Linked DNA regions of Sus scrofa: region 2 is linked to region 1. A link is a contact called in public promoter capture Hi-C data. All regions are on one chromosome and are shown on one strand. The core of a region is the stretch at or near the end of the contact, and the rest is flanking DNA. Distances in the headings are between cores, read along the strand shown.

Region 1 (7,591 bases), core at 1,914-4,413:
AAAAACAGGCAAGCAATACGTTGAGAGAAAATATTTGCAATATACAATACAGGCAAAGGATAGGTATTATAATAAAGGACACCTACAAAACAGTAAGAAAAATAAACAACTCAATAGTAAAATGGGCAAAAACAAAATCAACCAGCAATTCACAGAAGAAAAAGAAATGGCCAAAGAGAAGATTTTGCGACTTCTTTAATAACAACAGCAATGGCAGACAATACATAATGCTCACTAGGTATCAGGTGCTTTGCTAAATACTTTAGACACCAACTTATTTAATCCTCACAACAACCCTAGGAGATAAGGTACTATTTTAATCCCTTTTTACAGATGAGGAAATTATGGCAACATAAGGGATACACACCAAGTGTGCAGGGCTGGAATTCAATTCAGACAGAATAGCTCTATAGACCAGTACAGCCCTTAATCACTAGCCTATATTACCTCTTGAGGGATCTAGGTATCAGGGAAATACAAATTAAAACAAGCTATCATCTATTGATCAAATCAGTAAAAATAAAAAAGAACAACATAGTCAATGTGGAAAACAAGCACTGTCAACATTGTTGGTAGAAGAATATAATGGAGATTTGGAGATTTTTTATAGTAAAAACTCTTCCTACAGAAAAAAAGATACTTTGAAAGAAAGTTCAGAAAGACAATTTATCCAAGAAAAGATGGACAACAGTCAGGTAGTTTCCTACTAAAACACTAATTTTATTTTTTCCTGAAGGTAGTAACAAATTCTAGAACTCCTTTCCATTTCACTCTTAATTCAGATACCAGTGAAGGCAAAGGGAGGATGAGCATCCATTGCTCCCATGCTAACATTTTTCATTGGCTGCTTCCCTTGCGATTTAATCAGCCCATGTCAAAAAATTTCCCAGAAAACACTGAAGTCATTACTTAATTGGTTAATTCATCTTCCTTTCTAGCGGATGATACAGGTTCTGCTTTCTATGTTTTTCCATATTTGTCCCTTAGCCCTTTTCTTTTCTTATATTTTCTTTTCTTTCTTCCTTCCTTTATCTTTCTTTCTCTCTCTCTCTCTCTGCCCAAGCCCATGGCCTGTGGAAGTTCCAGGGCCAGTGATCAAACCCGCACCAAGTTCTGACCTGAACCACAGCAGTGAAAATAACAGATCCTTAACCTGCTAGGCCACCAGAGAACTCCTCTCTTAGCCTCTTTCTTTCTGAACAAGGTTTCGGAGCAAAGACTGAAAGTGAGAAGCTCAAACTTTCTCTTTTGCTTTGCTTTGTTCAAAAGCCATTAAAAAGACTCTTTTTTACTTTGAGTAAAATGTTAACTCCAATCAGACAAAAATATTGCTTCTGAAATCTCTCAATTCTCCATAGTCTCTAGTTTACTGTCTATAGCATAAATGTTACATAACAAAATACATTACTTAAGGGAAAAATAAAGTCCATGTCATAGCTTTTCTAACACTTCAGCCACCCCTATCTACTTATAGGCGCTACTGTGAAGAGGAACACGGAAAGGTATATGGACCTATAAGAGGCTGTTACTAAACTTCACTGTATAAAACTGCTGGAAGTTTATCATGAACGGCAGTATGCAAAGGTGATAACGCCTATGGCAAATCAGCTTCTATTTGAAAAATTTCATTTATACATCCGAAACTTCCTGTAACTTTTTTGCTGTTGTGTTTTAAAATTTATACTTGGTTTCTGATTATGACAAAGCAATTAAAACTTGCAGGGGTGACATGGGCATTGTGAAAACACAGAGTCAGCTCAGAGAACAGGGATTGACTAAACCTCCAGGGGAGGTGCCCTAAATGGTAACTACATCTTCACTGAGAGAAGAATTTAAGCATGTTCCATATGGTAGGTATAGGAAGAGATTAAGGTCAGTAGGAAAATGTAAAATTGGAATGGACAAGATTGCATTTTTTTTTCATCTGCATCATATGGTCACAGATTAACACTCCATTAAAACACCAAGCCTCACGACAGTGAGAAGGTTGCACCCGCTGCACCGTAACAGGCCTGAGGCAATGATTTCTATATCCTACTAAATCCTACGGTGTCCCCAACGTAATCAAATAATTGCTGGACAGCTCCACCAGCTCTACGCGTTAACCACACAAACTGGACGGAGCAGAAGCCTTTGCCAGGAGTCCCAGTGCAAAACCACAATACCTCGAGGCATCGCACCGCATCTCACACACACAAATTTAGGGCCCTTATTTCGCTGGAAAATAAAACTGAGGAGCTAAGGGAGAAGCAGCGACCGCCCAATGCCTCCAAGGGCCGAGACAGAGTTAAGATGAGGTCCATCTCAGACTTCTCCCGCCGCACCTGCCTCTCCAGCCCTGGAAGGAGCCACAAGTGAGGAAGAGAAGTTGTGGAAACAAGCCGCGGGGGGTGGGGTGGGGTGGGATGGGATGGGAGAACCCGAGACAGTTCGATACCCGCTTCTGCATTTGTCCCACACAAGGTCACTCGCTCCAAGTCACTTTTCCCTGCTGCCCGGGTGGGCTTCCCGCCAAAGAGGCAGCTGGGCTTCGAGGCCAGCCCACCGCGCCCCCTCGGCCCTTGCCTGCGGGCCGCAGCTCCTTCCCGGCCTCTCTTCTCGGACCCAAGCGCGCCTTCCCGACACCCGTTTCCGACGCCCTGCGCCTCTCTAAGCTCAATTCCGGGGCTCCTCGCCTCTAACCCCGGGGCTCCCGTCAACGTCCCCTCCCTCCCTCCCTCCGGACGTCCCTCTCCGCGCCTTCTGCGCCCCGTCCCGCCGGGGACCCGGGACGCCTTTCCTTCCCTCCCTTCCCACCGCCCCCTCCCGGGTGCCCACCTGGTGCGGCCCCCGCCCCCGGCCGGTCTCCTCAGCGAGCGGCCGCCTCCCAAGTCCTCCCGGCCCCGCCCCGCTCCCGGGTGGATACAGTTTGAAGCCCCTCAGGATCTCCTTGGCCCGCTCGTCCTTGGCTGACATGATGCGGCGGCCGCCGCCTGCGGCTCTCCCTCGCTGGCCCGGCGGAGCCTCGCAGATGGTGCCCAGGAGCCGAGGACCGAGCCGGCCTGGACACCTCGGGCGAGCAGCGGCTGCGACCAGACCCGGACCCGCCTCTCCCTCCCCTCAGCTCCCACTCCTGATCCCTTCTCCTTCCCCCTGGCCGCGGAGCGCCCGCCCGGAAGCCAATGGAAAGCCCGTCTTGGCGATTGGCATCTTGATCAACCAATAGAAACACTCAGCGGCTTCGCAGGGGGACGAAGAGCGTCAATGGGAAGGGCCCATCCCGGGAAGTCCCGTAGGACAGATTTTTTCATTCGGTGTGGTTGCCTAGAGTTTGCCTCAGAGGAGGGTTGGCTTCAGATCGGCAGAGGCTCCAGGGGCTTGCTCCTGCGGCTGGGGACAGTAGGGCTCTGAGATGACGGCAGGCTGCCCTGTGCGATGTGGCGGAGACTACACTTCCCAGCATTCTAGGGGGTTGTCCGAGGGACCACATATCCCAGCACGCAACAAAAAGCCCAGGGACTGCAAATCCCAGCATTCCCTGCACCCTAGTCCTCTGTAACTTAGATTCCAGTGTGCCGCGCAGTGTGCGCAAATTCATACATCTGCCTGTAGGCTTGGTGGTTTCTGAATCCCGAGACTTGAAACTCTTTGGGAAGATCCTCTTCAACCTCAAAAGAAGATGACAGCCCACAGAGAGACAACTTGTATTTACATGGAACTCAGAAATCTCCTGCAAATCATGGTAAGCCTGAAACAACAAACCCCAAAACACTGATTAAACCATGAAAGCTAATATAACAAAATGACTCGTTGAAATCAGGCTTGCTCGTTGGCCTGGGGCGCCTTTTACGTGTTTTGTAGAGGTCTCTGCTGTGCTCCTGCGTTGGACTGGAAGAGATATGGATTGTGAACTCAGAATATCAATACAGTTAGGCTTAGGAGAATTTGCTAATCCAGCCCCTGTTTTACATATGAAGAAACCGAGGCCCAAAGAGGCAAAAAGATTGTTCACAGGTTACAGCAAGTTGGGGCAGAGTTAGGATTGGGCTCTTAAGTCTACTGTAGTCTGGGCTCTTTGCTCTACACTAGGGTGGTGATATTTTTAGCAGCATGGCTATGCTATCTTAATATTCTCCTTGGTGAAGTTTTCCCACTCAGGTTGAAACACCCAGAGGTTAGTGGGAATAAAAAATGTTGCCTGCCATTTCAGTAAACAATGAATGTTACCCACTATCAAGCCACTGGCCACTGAAGCCACCCCGGAAGATGGGCTCAGAGGTGAATTCAGGATACATGGAGGAAAACAGGATACTTGCCCTACATAGTTAAGATGCATATCTAAGGAATAATTTCAATGAGCCCAGACTCTTGCTTCTTCCCATTCATAGAAAAGCATTAATCATTAATCCGAGATGTCTAGTTTTTGTGATTGGCAGTGCTCTTTTGTGTTCGACTAAATGTTCATTTTTTTTTCGGGAAAAAACTGTGTATCCTGGCTCCTCCCATATCTCTTTGGAGCAGTTCCTCAAAGCTATCTGAGGGGCTGTCTCCCAGGCTATAGTCCTCAATAAGTCCCCCCACCCCATCGCACCCCTGCCGGAAATAAAACATAACTCACAACTTTTAGGTTGTGTGTTTTTCTTCACTCGACCTTAGGTAAGCATTTATTTGGTGGATTTCCTACAAGTGAAGGAGGATAACGTTTGTTTATCCCCAGTCCAGATAAGACCTGGTGTTTTATTTATTCTTTGTTATTCAAGGTGACATTTAATGTGATTTCAGAAACTAGGCAAAATTGTAGTGTAAGCTAAGGTTTCCTTGGAGATCTGCTGTCTCTTTTCCTAGGCCTACGTCCCTCCTCCTGTCTCCCTTTTACCCACCTGGGAACTCATCCAATTTTTCCTTCCATGTAATTTAACAAACAGCTTTTTCAGTTTTCATTATTGGCCAGGCTCTCTGCTGGTAGAAAGTGAAAGACATGATCACTGCTAGCAGAAGATAACCATCTAGTTAGGGAAATAGGCTCCCCTGAAATTCAAGACGGGCTGTGATAAATGCACAAAAGAAAGGACGGTTAGAATGCTCTAGAGGCCCCAGTGGCAGGGATAGGAATTTTTTCTAGGTTAAATTTTTTTATCTGTACATTTTTTTGTTCATGAGGATAACATATATAGCAAGAAAACAGTTTTTTCCACATGCATATGTATTATCCTCCCCCCAATCAGGGTATAGAATATTTCCAGCATCTCCTGTATTTCCCTTCTCAGTCAATACTGCATCCTCATCTACGTCTTTTCTGACAGATCACTTTTGCCTATTCTCGAATTTCATTTAAATGTAATCATACAGTTTGAGTCTGACTTTTTGCATTCATCGATATTTTTGTGAGATGCATTCATGTTGTATGTAGTCATAGCTTGTTTTTAACAAATTGCTGAATAGTAGTCCATTGTATGTATGCAGCACTATTTATCTACTCTGCTGTTCCTGGGCATTTAGATTTTCAGTTACCAGTTTTCGGCTTTTAGTAACAAAGCTGCAGTGAACGTTCTTGTTTGTTTCTTTTTGTGGACCCCTGCCCTTGTGTCTACAAGAGGGCTTGCGTGGAGGGCGTATGATCAGCAATAGTAGATATTGCCAGTTTTCTAAAGTATTTGTACCAGTTTTCACCTTCACTAGCAACACAAGAGTGTTCTAGTTGATGCTTATCCTTGACAATACAGGGTGGTGTCAATTTAAAAATGTTTAACTATTTTGGCTAAATGTGGTTATCTTATTCTAATTTTTATATGCATTGTCTTTGGTGTCGAGCACTTTTTCATATGTCTTTTGCCCAGTTTTTAAATTGGGCTGATTCTCCTCTTATTAATTTGTAGGGTTTTTTTTTTTTTTTGGTCTTTTTAGGGCCACACCTGAGGCATATGGAGGTTCCCAGGCTAAGGGTTGAATCGGAGCTATAGCCGCTAGCCTACAGCACACCAGATCCGAGCTGCGTCTGCGACCTACACCACAGCTCACAGCAATGCCTGATCCTTAACCCACTGAGTGAGGCCAGGGATCGAACCCGCAGCCTCATGGTTCCTAGTCGGATTCGTTTCTGCTGTGCCACAGCGGGAACTCCCAATTTGTGGCTCTTAATATAGTCTGGATATGGAGTTCTTTGTCTGATACATGCTTTACAAATATCTTTTCCAAGTTTGTGGCTTATCTCTTTAGACTTGTACTGGTGTGTGTGGGTTTTTTTGTTTTTGTTTTTGTCTTTTTGCCATTTCTTGGGCTGCTCCCGCAGCATATGGAGGTTCCCAGGCTAGGGGTCGAATCGGAGCTATAGCCGCTAGCCTACACCACAGCCACAGCCACACCAGATCTGAGCTGCGTCTGCGACATACACCACAGCTCACAGCAATGCCAGATCCTTGACCCACTGAGCAAGGTCAGGGATCGAACCCGCCACCCCATGGTTCCCAGTCGGATTCATTAACCATTGAGCCATGACGGGACCTCCTGTACTGGTGTTTTTTCATAAAGAGAAATTCTTAATTTTAATGTAGTGCCATAGTTCAGTGTTTCCTTTTTATGATTAGTGCTTTTTGCATTGTATAAGAAATCTTTGCCTCTCTGGTTGGTGGATTTTTTTTTCTTTCTTTCTTTGGCCTCGCCTGCAGCATGCAGAAGTTCCTGGCCAGAGATCAAAGCCAAGCTACAGCAGTGACCCAAGCCGCAGCAGTGACAACACTGGATCCTTAACCCGAGGCACCACCACAGAACTTCCTGGTGGGTGGAATTTTCGCAGACAAATATGAGGGAAGAGCATTGCAAAAAAGAGAGCAAGCTTGAGCCTAGGCCCTGGGGTCAGAGAGGGAAGATGTAAGTCCTCTTGGGAGGCGTGGAGTTTGGGCTCTAATTAGGGTAGAGCAAGACAAAGCTGGAAAGGTAGGAAAGAGGCATACTGAGAGGGACTTTAACTGTAGCCTTGGCATCTGGACATGATTGTGGAGGAGGCGGAGGCACAGCTGGAATATTTATAATTAAACAGAACTTAGTTGTCCTCCTACCATCAAATTTGCCCCTTCTCTGCAGCCCTGTTCACCTAACACCTCCTCCAGACAGCTCTGGCCTCCCCAGCCAGAATCCAGGGCAATAGCTTCCTTTCCCTGCATTCAGATGGTCGCCAGGTCTGATAGATTCTATGGTCTAAATGTCTCCAACAAGGACCATTCTCTTTGGTCAAGATCTCACAGTCTTTTAACTGGAATTTATCAGTCCCCTCAAGGGTTTCCCATCCTCCAGTTCTCTCCCCATCTAATCCATTCCTATAGCAGCTAGTGTCCAAAATGGCAATTATTCAGACCTCTCCACAGCTTAAACCCCCGAAATGGCTCCCCAGTGTCCTTGAGATAAAATAAAAATTCTTTTACATGGCTTATACTCTTTCTGATGTGCTTATTCATTCTTCCAGGCTCAACGCAAGCCTCATTTCCTCCAAGAGGCTGCCTTAAATAACCTGTCCCCAGGGCAGAGACAGGAGAGCCTTATCTGAACCCCTGGGGTGCCTGTGGCACCACCTGTCATAGCCCTGTCCTTCCCAGGAGCTTCCAGTTCTCCAAGGTAG
Region 2 (7,591 bases), core at 2,463-4,962, 1.2 Mb after region 1:
ATAAAAACTCTTCTTTCAAGATTCATGATTTGTCTCCGGAATACTCAGACCACCTAATTTTCTCCTCCTTCCTATTGCTCAACCCCCATTCAGCCATTCCTCTCAGGGTCCCGGGAACCACCTTTGCTCTTCGCCAGGAAAAAGCCCTCCCTGCTGGCTAATGCAGGAATTGACTTCAAATTATTTCAAATTATTTTCTGACCTATGCATTCTAGCTGAGCCAAACTGCACTATCAGCTGAGACAGAAACTGGACAATGCAGTGGTTAAGGCAGAGACGCTAGAGTCAAATTGACTGTGTTTTGGGGGTTTTTGGTTTTGTTTTTAAACATGGGATGCTACTTTATTCTTTTTTTTTTTTTTTTTTTTTTGGCTGCACCTGCAGGATGTGGAAGTTCCTGGGCCAGGGATCAAACCCAAGCCACAGCAGTGTCAATGACGAATCCTTAACTGCTAGGCCACCAGGGAGCTCCCAAACTGCCTGTTTGAACCCAGATCTTGCCGCTAACTATCCAGGTGTGCTCTAAACACCCAGGTGTGCTCAGGTCAGTCACTTAACCTCTGCATGTCTCAGATTCCTAAGATGTAAATGAGAATAAAGATGCTAACAGGGGTTTCCATTGTGGCTCAGTGGTTAATGAATCCGACTAGGAACCATGAGGTTGCTTGCAGGTTCAATCCCTGGCCTTGCTCAGTGGGTTAAGGATCCGGCGTTGCTGTGAGCTGTGGTGTAGGTCACAGACACGGCTTGGATCTGGCATTGCTGTGACTCTGGCGTAGGCCGGCTGCTACAGCTCCAATTAGACCCCTAGCCTGGGATCCTCCATATGCCGAAGGAGCGGCCCTAGAAAAGGCAAAAAGACAAAAAAAAAAAAAAAAAAAAGTGCTAACAGTAGGTAAAAACAACCTTACTGAGTAGGTTGTTGGAGGATTCAGAGTTACACTATGTGAAATATTCAGAAGAGCACATGGCCCATGCTGTTGTAGAAGGGTTCCTCCTTGTTGGTTTCTCTCCCACAGGTGCAAGTGCTCTGCTGAAGAAAGGGTTTTATCAACAAACCTACGTTCGTTTCTGTAACTTTCTCTCTCATGTGTCGTACATGTATAATGCACAACAATTAGAAAATGCACATAAGGGAGTTCCTGTTGTGGCACAGTGGTTAATGAATCCAACTAGGAACCATAAGGTTGCGGGTTCGATCCCTACCCTCGATTAGTGGGTTAAGGCCTTGCTCAGTGGGCTAAGGATCTGCTGTTGCCGTGAGCTGAGGGATCCAGATGCGTCTTGGATCCCGCATTGCTGTGGCTCTGGTGTAGGCCAACAGCTGTAGCTCTGATTAGACCCCTAGCCTGGGAACCTCCATATGCCACAGGAGTGGCCCTAGAAAAGGCAAAAAGACAGAAAAAAATGCACATAAGATATAGAAAATACATACAATAAAAGGACACCAGAGTGTCTCTGCTACTGCCCAGAGATACTCCTATTTCCACAAATTCCATTCATTAATTAACAACATTTACCGAGCGTCTAATATATGAAAGGCTTCATGCTCCTGCCAGAGATAAAACGATAAGCAAAGACAGACACAACTCTTGCCACATAGTTTAGAGTCTGTGACGGAGAGACATGCCTTAAGCGAGTAAGGATAAAATACATGCAAAGCTGCTACTGTGATAAATGCTATAAGCAGAGAGGTACACATGTAATAGGGAGACTGAGCTAGTCGTGAAGGTCTGTTATTTGAAGGTTACGAGGAAGTGACTAGTGAGCTGAGAATTAACTCACAGAAATTAACTCAGAGAAGTCAGAAGGGAAGCATTTGCCCAACAGAAGCACAGTGAAGCCAAAGGTACTGCGTGGTGAGCAGAAAGGGGGTGGGGAGCCACAGTGTACACCAGACAAAGCTGGCCAGTTACGGAAGGGGCAGAACTAGAGTTTAGTATCCTTAGTTTAGAAATTATATTCTCCATTCATTCAACAAAATTTTGCCTATGAGGAGCCAGAGACACAGAAATTTCTACGTAAACTACATTGCTACCATATACTCCTATTATGAACTTTTTTTGAACAATAAATACACAGCAGTTTAACCCTTACTGGTGGAAATATATACAGATTGGTCCCCGCTCTCCGTTATTATTAACAACGTTGTGTCAAAGATTTCTCTGTGCGGGCATTTGTCCAAATATCTGTTTGCATAACTTCCTGTAAGGAAATCTGCTGGTTCTGCAAATTTGTGAACATGCTTAATCATAATCTTGTCTGGGGAATTAGCATAGTCAACTCTCAAGACCTGATGCAAGGCTCTTTTGAGGATGGTACCACTAGTATACTCTCAGTGACTTTCAGAAACTGCCTTTTCATTTTCCTCGGGGTGTGAGGAAGTCCCTTCTATTTCTGATCCCCGTGGGTCTTTCCCACAAATTCAGCTCACTCACCACTGGCTGCCAACAAAATATCTTTACAGCTCTAGGAGGCTGACTGTCCTACTCCCAGGCTCCACAGAAGATGAAAGGCTTTCTTATCTGTCTGTGAAGGATCTTCCTCTGGACTTGAGACACATGGAAAGAGAAGGCAGTTTCTGACATTCCTTTCCTCTCTTCTGCCTCCTACTTTGTTAATGAAGCAGATCTATTTTCATGAAGTAAATTCACTAACTTGCTGAAAGCAGATGGAGCTCAGATGATTCTATTACAGACCAAGGTTTTCCATTCTGAGTTGACAGATGCTATCATCTCCTGAGTCTGTGTCTTCTACCTCCCACTTCCATCTACTGGCTAATGGGCCTTTTCCTATTTCACGGTCCTTTTTGTATCCCAACCCTTAAATTACTTTCTAAGGATCCAGTCACTGTTAGGTCATAGGTAATTTCTAGGCTTCTAGTGATTAACATGGCTGCTCTGGTCACATCTTTCTTTAGCTGTTCTTTGCATTCCATTTCTTCACTGTAAATAAAAACTTGTTTCCCGGGTCAATGAGACGCTCTTGATAAAGCAACCAAACGTTGGATAGAACTCTGAAGGATATCAAGTCTAGGTATAAAGTTAGGCTTACCACGTACAGGCACAGTGTGAACTGTACTATAGAGGTAATTACTTTTAATCCTCATGACAACTCCGTGAGGTGGGTATCTTTCCTTCCCGCTTTAGGGAACTTCCCCATTTTACAAACTGGGAAACCTTAGGGAGGCTTAGGGAGGTTGTCACTATCTATGGTCGGGCAGCTACGATATGGGGAGTTTACAACTCCTGGTACAGTGGATAGAGAAAACGGAGACAGGCCAAGAAAGAAAATACAAAACAAAGAAAAGCAAGAGAAACAGCAGGTGGACAGAAACTGCCCTTTAACTGTTTCCTTCTCCCGCCCCCAACCCCGCAGGACAGAGCCTCCAACGTGGTCGGCACGCCTCCTAGCGGCCGCACCTCTACCACCGACACTTCCGGCCCCGGGATGGTGTCATTAGCGAGCGCCCGACAGGTGCGTGCGTGCGGCGTAAGACGTCGGGTGAGGAGGCGGTCCTTCCGGCCCAGTTCAAAGCTATTTCCGTCAGGGATCGGAAGTCCGTCCCGGATGGCATCGTCGGCGGCCTGCGCGCGGAGCTGAGTGCTGGGGCTGCAGGCCTCCAGCGCGCGCTGGCTGCCTCATGGTGCGGGCCCCGGCCGCCTGCTCCCGCTTGGCTATTCGGCGCTGAGGCGCCAGGGCAGCGGGCGATATGTCGTCGAGCCTCCGCGCCGCGGTCTTCCCTCGGTGGAAGCGCCACATCTCGGAGGAGCTGAGGCGCCGGGACCGGCTGCAGAGGCAGGCGTTCGAAGAGATCATCCTGCAGTGTGAGCGGCGGGCGGGCCCGGGGGCAGGCGGTGGACTCCGCCGAGGCACGCGGGGCGCTAGTGGGAACCGGAGGCCGAGCCCCCCGCGCCGCCCGCGGGCCTTTTTAGATCTTTTTCGCTCTTCACTTTTATCTTTGGGTGTGACTGCGGAGGCTCTCGCTACCGCATCGGGTATTCGTCACGGGCAGGCACCGTTCACGTTTCTGCTGGTAAATCCCAAGTGCACACAGCGCTTGTGTAGTTAAATAGCCAGGTTCCAGAAACATCCTGTTCCGGGCATCGCGTTACTGAAACAGTTACAGACTTTAGGCATTCACTCGCGCCATTATCGTCATCTTCTCAGTGCAGTGAAATGCTCGCCTTGCATTTCTCAGACCTGTTCTTCACCTCGATGTTCTTTGATTTTAAAATATTTAGAGTCTTTTAACGTATTTTTCAGTTGGGACATCATAGTCTTTACCGTTATTGAAAATTTCTGTATGAAAGAGGTGGCTCACACCCACCCCCGCTGCTGCAATTCGAGTACAGAAGTGTTTGTGCCCTTAGATACCTTCTAATGAGCATTTCCTTGCCCCACTTCCTCCCCCCATTTTTTTTTTTTTTTTTTTAACCAGAACTAATGACACACTTCGGGGAAGAAACAAGCATTCTTCTGACCTATTGTTTTGTCTTCCTCTTGAAGTAAGCCTGCAAGCCTCAAATTATGTTGATGATGGGATTCAAGTACTATTGTTGTCCTTTATTGAATTCTGATTATACTAGATTTGTGGTTCCTGAATGTATGGGCACATGAGAATCAGGTGGGGACTTTTTTTTTTTTTTTTTCATTACAAAGCCCAGACCACACCCTAGGCCAGCTGAACTGCAGTGTTAGAGAGTGGGACACAGGATTCAGGATTTTTGATGCTCCCCAAGTGATTCTAATATGCAGGCAAATTTAAGTGCTATGGTAAATAGTTGGCATGTATCGTTTCACTTGGTCTTTCCAAAAATTCTCTGAGGCAGATCCTATTATTGCCCTTTTTCCAAAGAGGAAACTGAGACTGTGGGAGATTAGGTAATGTTTCTGGGAAGGTACAGCGGATAAATGGTAGGTCCTGGTTGGGCACACAGTCTCAGTGGCTTCTTTTTTGCATTTGCTTTTCTCTCTTCATCCCCTAAGAAGTAGCTTTCCTTGCTTTTGCCAAGCCCCTCCTCTTAACTAGGATGTGGAGAAAAGGGTGGCTGTGCCACTCTTGTGCTAATTCCTTACAGTCTGAGAAGCCCCAGCCGCCCAGTGCTGTTTCGGAAAAGCCGAAAGCACAGGAAACGCCTTCCTCAAATGGGATTCCGTCTTGGGTCACATGAATTCAAGTCATCAGGTGTTTTAGCAAATGCTTGTTCTCTAAAAGGTAATACACATTGCAAGTCAAATTGGGCTGGAGGTCTGACTGCATTCCCTTCACTCACCTGAGGCTGGTTTGCTGGCACCCATGAAACAGGGGTGCAGCGTGCTCTGCCTGCTTCATAAATACAGTGCTGTGCGTCCAAGTGCTGTGAAGCCATGGACATAATTGTCTATAAACGGAAGGTGCCTATAATTACATTGACGATTGAATGTTTTTCTGCGCGTTGGAAGTAGACGTCTTAAAGGGGGTGTAGGGTCTGGGAGAAAGGTCAGAAGGACAGATGGGTCTGGAGAGGGAATGCAGCTTCAGACAGCAGATGTGAGTCACGCACGTCAGAGGGGCCTGCGGAGGGGAGGAGCCTGGGATGAGGGCTAAGAGGGCTAGACGGCCTCTGCCCATGGAAAATCTTCAGTGTCGGTTGTGGGGGGAGCTGGCATTCGGGGGGTCACTTCTGGTTTGACTGTGGAACAGCCCGCCTCTTCACTGCCCGCCTCCCAAGGCTGTCGGAGTTTCCTGTTCTGTCCCTCCCTCTGAGCTGGAGCAGAAAGATAAAAAGAAGGGACAGGGACAGCAAGCCTCTCCCCCCCACCTCCATCTTTCTCTTTCGTGAGAGGAACTTTTAGGAAGAATCCCTCTTGGATACCCCAGGTCCTTTGAAAGGCCTGCTGTTACTGGGCACCGCTGTGACGTTTCAAAGATCTTACCAGGGACTGTTGACACTGAAGCACATCCAGGGCCGGATTCACTTCCCTGCTCTGCTGAACTAAGTTACTAAATTAATGTAGATGAAGGTAGTGTTTCTGTCTCTTTCTGCCCAGAATGTTTCTTTTTTCTTTTTTTAAGATGGCCCTGCGGCACACTGAAGTTCACGGGCCAGGGATTGAATCCAAACCACAGGTGCAGCAATGCTGGATCCTTTCACCCACTGTGCTGGGCTAAGGATCGAACCCTCAACAGCGACCCGAGCCACTGCAGTCAGATTCTTAACCCAAATCTTAATACCTGGGATTTGTTTCATCTTCCCCAGGTAGCTGGCCACAGTGGGAACTCCCCAGTTTTCATTTTCTGATATCAAGAAGTAGGACTCCACCCTCTAAGAGGAAGGATAAGCTCTTCTAGCAGGAAGAGTCACTAGCATAAACCCTGCCAGATGTGTAGAGCAGCTTGAATCTCAGACGTTTGGGATTTGAGGCGGCCCCCATCAGGTGTAGGCATTCCGTAAGTTTCCCACGGTCCCTTTCTTGTTCTGCTTAGTGCCTCCCCCCACCTGTGATCTTGCTGGCCCCCTATGTGCATGTCATTGCTAGCCCTGCCTTTTCTTTTGAAATCCTGCACTGTGTCCCCTGTCACATTTATTACGCTCAGAGAATTCATTTCCCCCCAGCCCTTTGCTCTGACATTCCCAGGCAAGTTAGGATCTTGTGCCCAGTTGGCTGAACAGGAAACCTCAGAATTCTGTGTTTGACTTCTTACTAATCAATATCTGTTCACGTCACTGCCTGCTTTTAAAATTTGGTTTCAGCATTGCCAGTAAGAAAAAGTCTAAGTTTCTCATCCTGGCTTTCATGTGTTGGCACTGACTTTTTTATCTCTAGCCACTTACGAGACAACTCTTTAGACCTTCTGCCTGGACCATCAGTCATTCTCACCTGTGAAACCATCTGAGAAATGAGTGAAAAACTCACTCTTCTTTTTTATGCTTGACCTCCCCACCCCACCCCCATATCACATTTCCTTAGCTCCCCGAAGTCAGGGCTCTGGTTTGTATTTGTATCCTTAGTGCCCTGATCTAAAAATTAAAATCCCCAGATATTCTCCCCTATTACTGAGAGGTGCATCGTGCTTCCTTTTTCCATTGTGTTTTGGTTGGTTGATTTGTCTCCTCTTCCCCAGGTAGGTAGGTAGCAGTGGGAGTAGAAAGCATTGTTGAGGGGAGGGGAGGTGTTTTGGGAGTGATTTTCCACAGGTTCCTTGGGCTGGGCTCTCTATGCTTGGGCCATAAAAGGTGTGTGTGCTTCTGGAGTTCGGACAGTTGCTACAATCTGTGACAAAGTGCAGTGCCTGGTACTTTGAAACCCGATAACGGTGTAGCCTACCCTGTCGTCTTCTGGATTTTTTCCAAATCTTTATGAGATATTAAGTAGTAATAAAGCATACATAGATTATAATAATTGTTCTTTTCTTCGATAGATAACAAGTTGCTGGAAAAGTCCGATCTTCATTCAGTGCTGGCCCATAAGCTACAAGCTGAAAAGCATGACATACCAAACAGGCATGAGATAAGGTATTTTGAAACTATCCTGTATTATTTGTGTTTCCTCCTTAACTGAAGTTTGTCCCGGTTCAGTTGTCACTTCTCTAAATTTGAAGCAAACC

What was found. Promoter capture Hi-C pulls out the DNA fragments that hold promoters and counts their contacts.
Region 2: a contact with region 1 is called in a promoter capture Hi-C map of liver, with 13 times the contacts expected there. The contact joins the promoter of ATG16L1 here to the promoter of PDE6D in region 1. A contact is called at or near these places in 1 of 5 promoter capture datasets (liver) and 2 of 47 Hi-C or Micro-C datasets (heart right ventricle and liver).

The regions. Positions count from the first base shown.
Region 1 is chr15:132,423,515-132,431,105 of Sscrofa11.1, forward strand. It overlaps PDE6D (retinal rod rhodopsin-sensitive cGMP 3',5'-cyclic phosphodiesterase subunit delta), which reads right to left and starts at 3,164. Exons shown (of 5, transcript XM_003483755.4): 1 at 2,906-3,164. The coding sequence starts at 2,955. COPS7B (a long non-coding RNA gene) reads left to right here and starts at 3,509. Exons shown (of 7, transcript XR_002339490.1): 1 at 3,509-3,721.
Region 2 is chr15:133,647,752-133,655,342 of Sscrofa11.1, forward strand. It overlaps ATG16L1 (autophagy related 16 like 1), which reads left to right and starts at 3,713. Exons shown (of 17, transcript NM_001190273.1): 1 at 3,713-3,827; 2 at 7,406-7,499. The coding sequence starts at 3,713.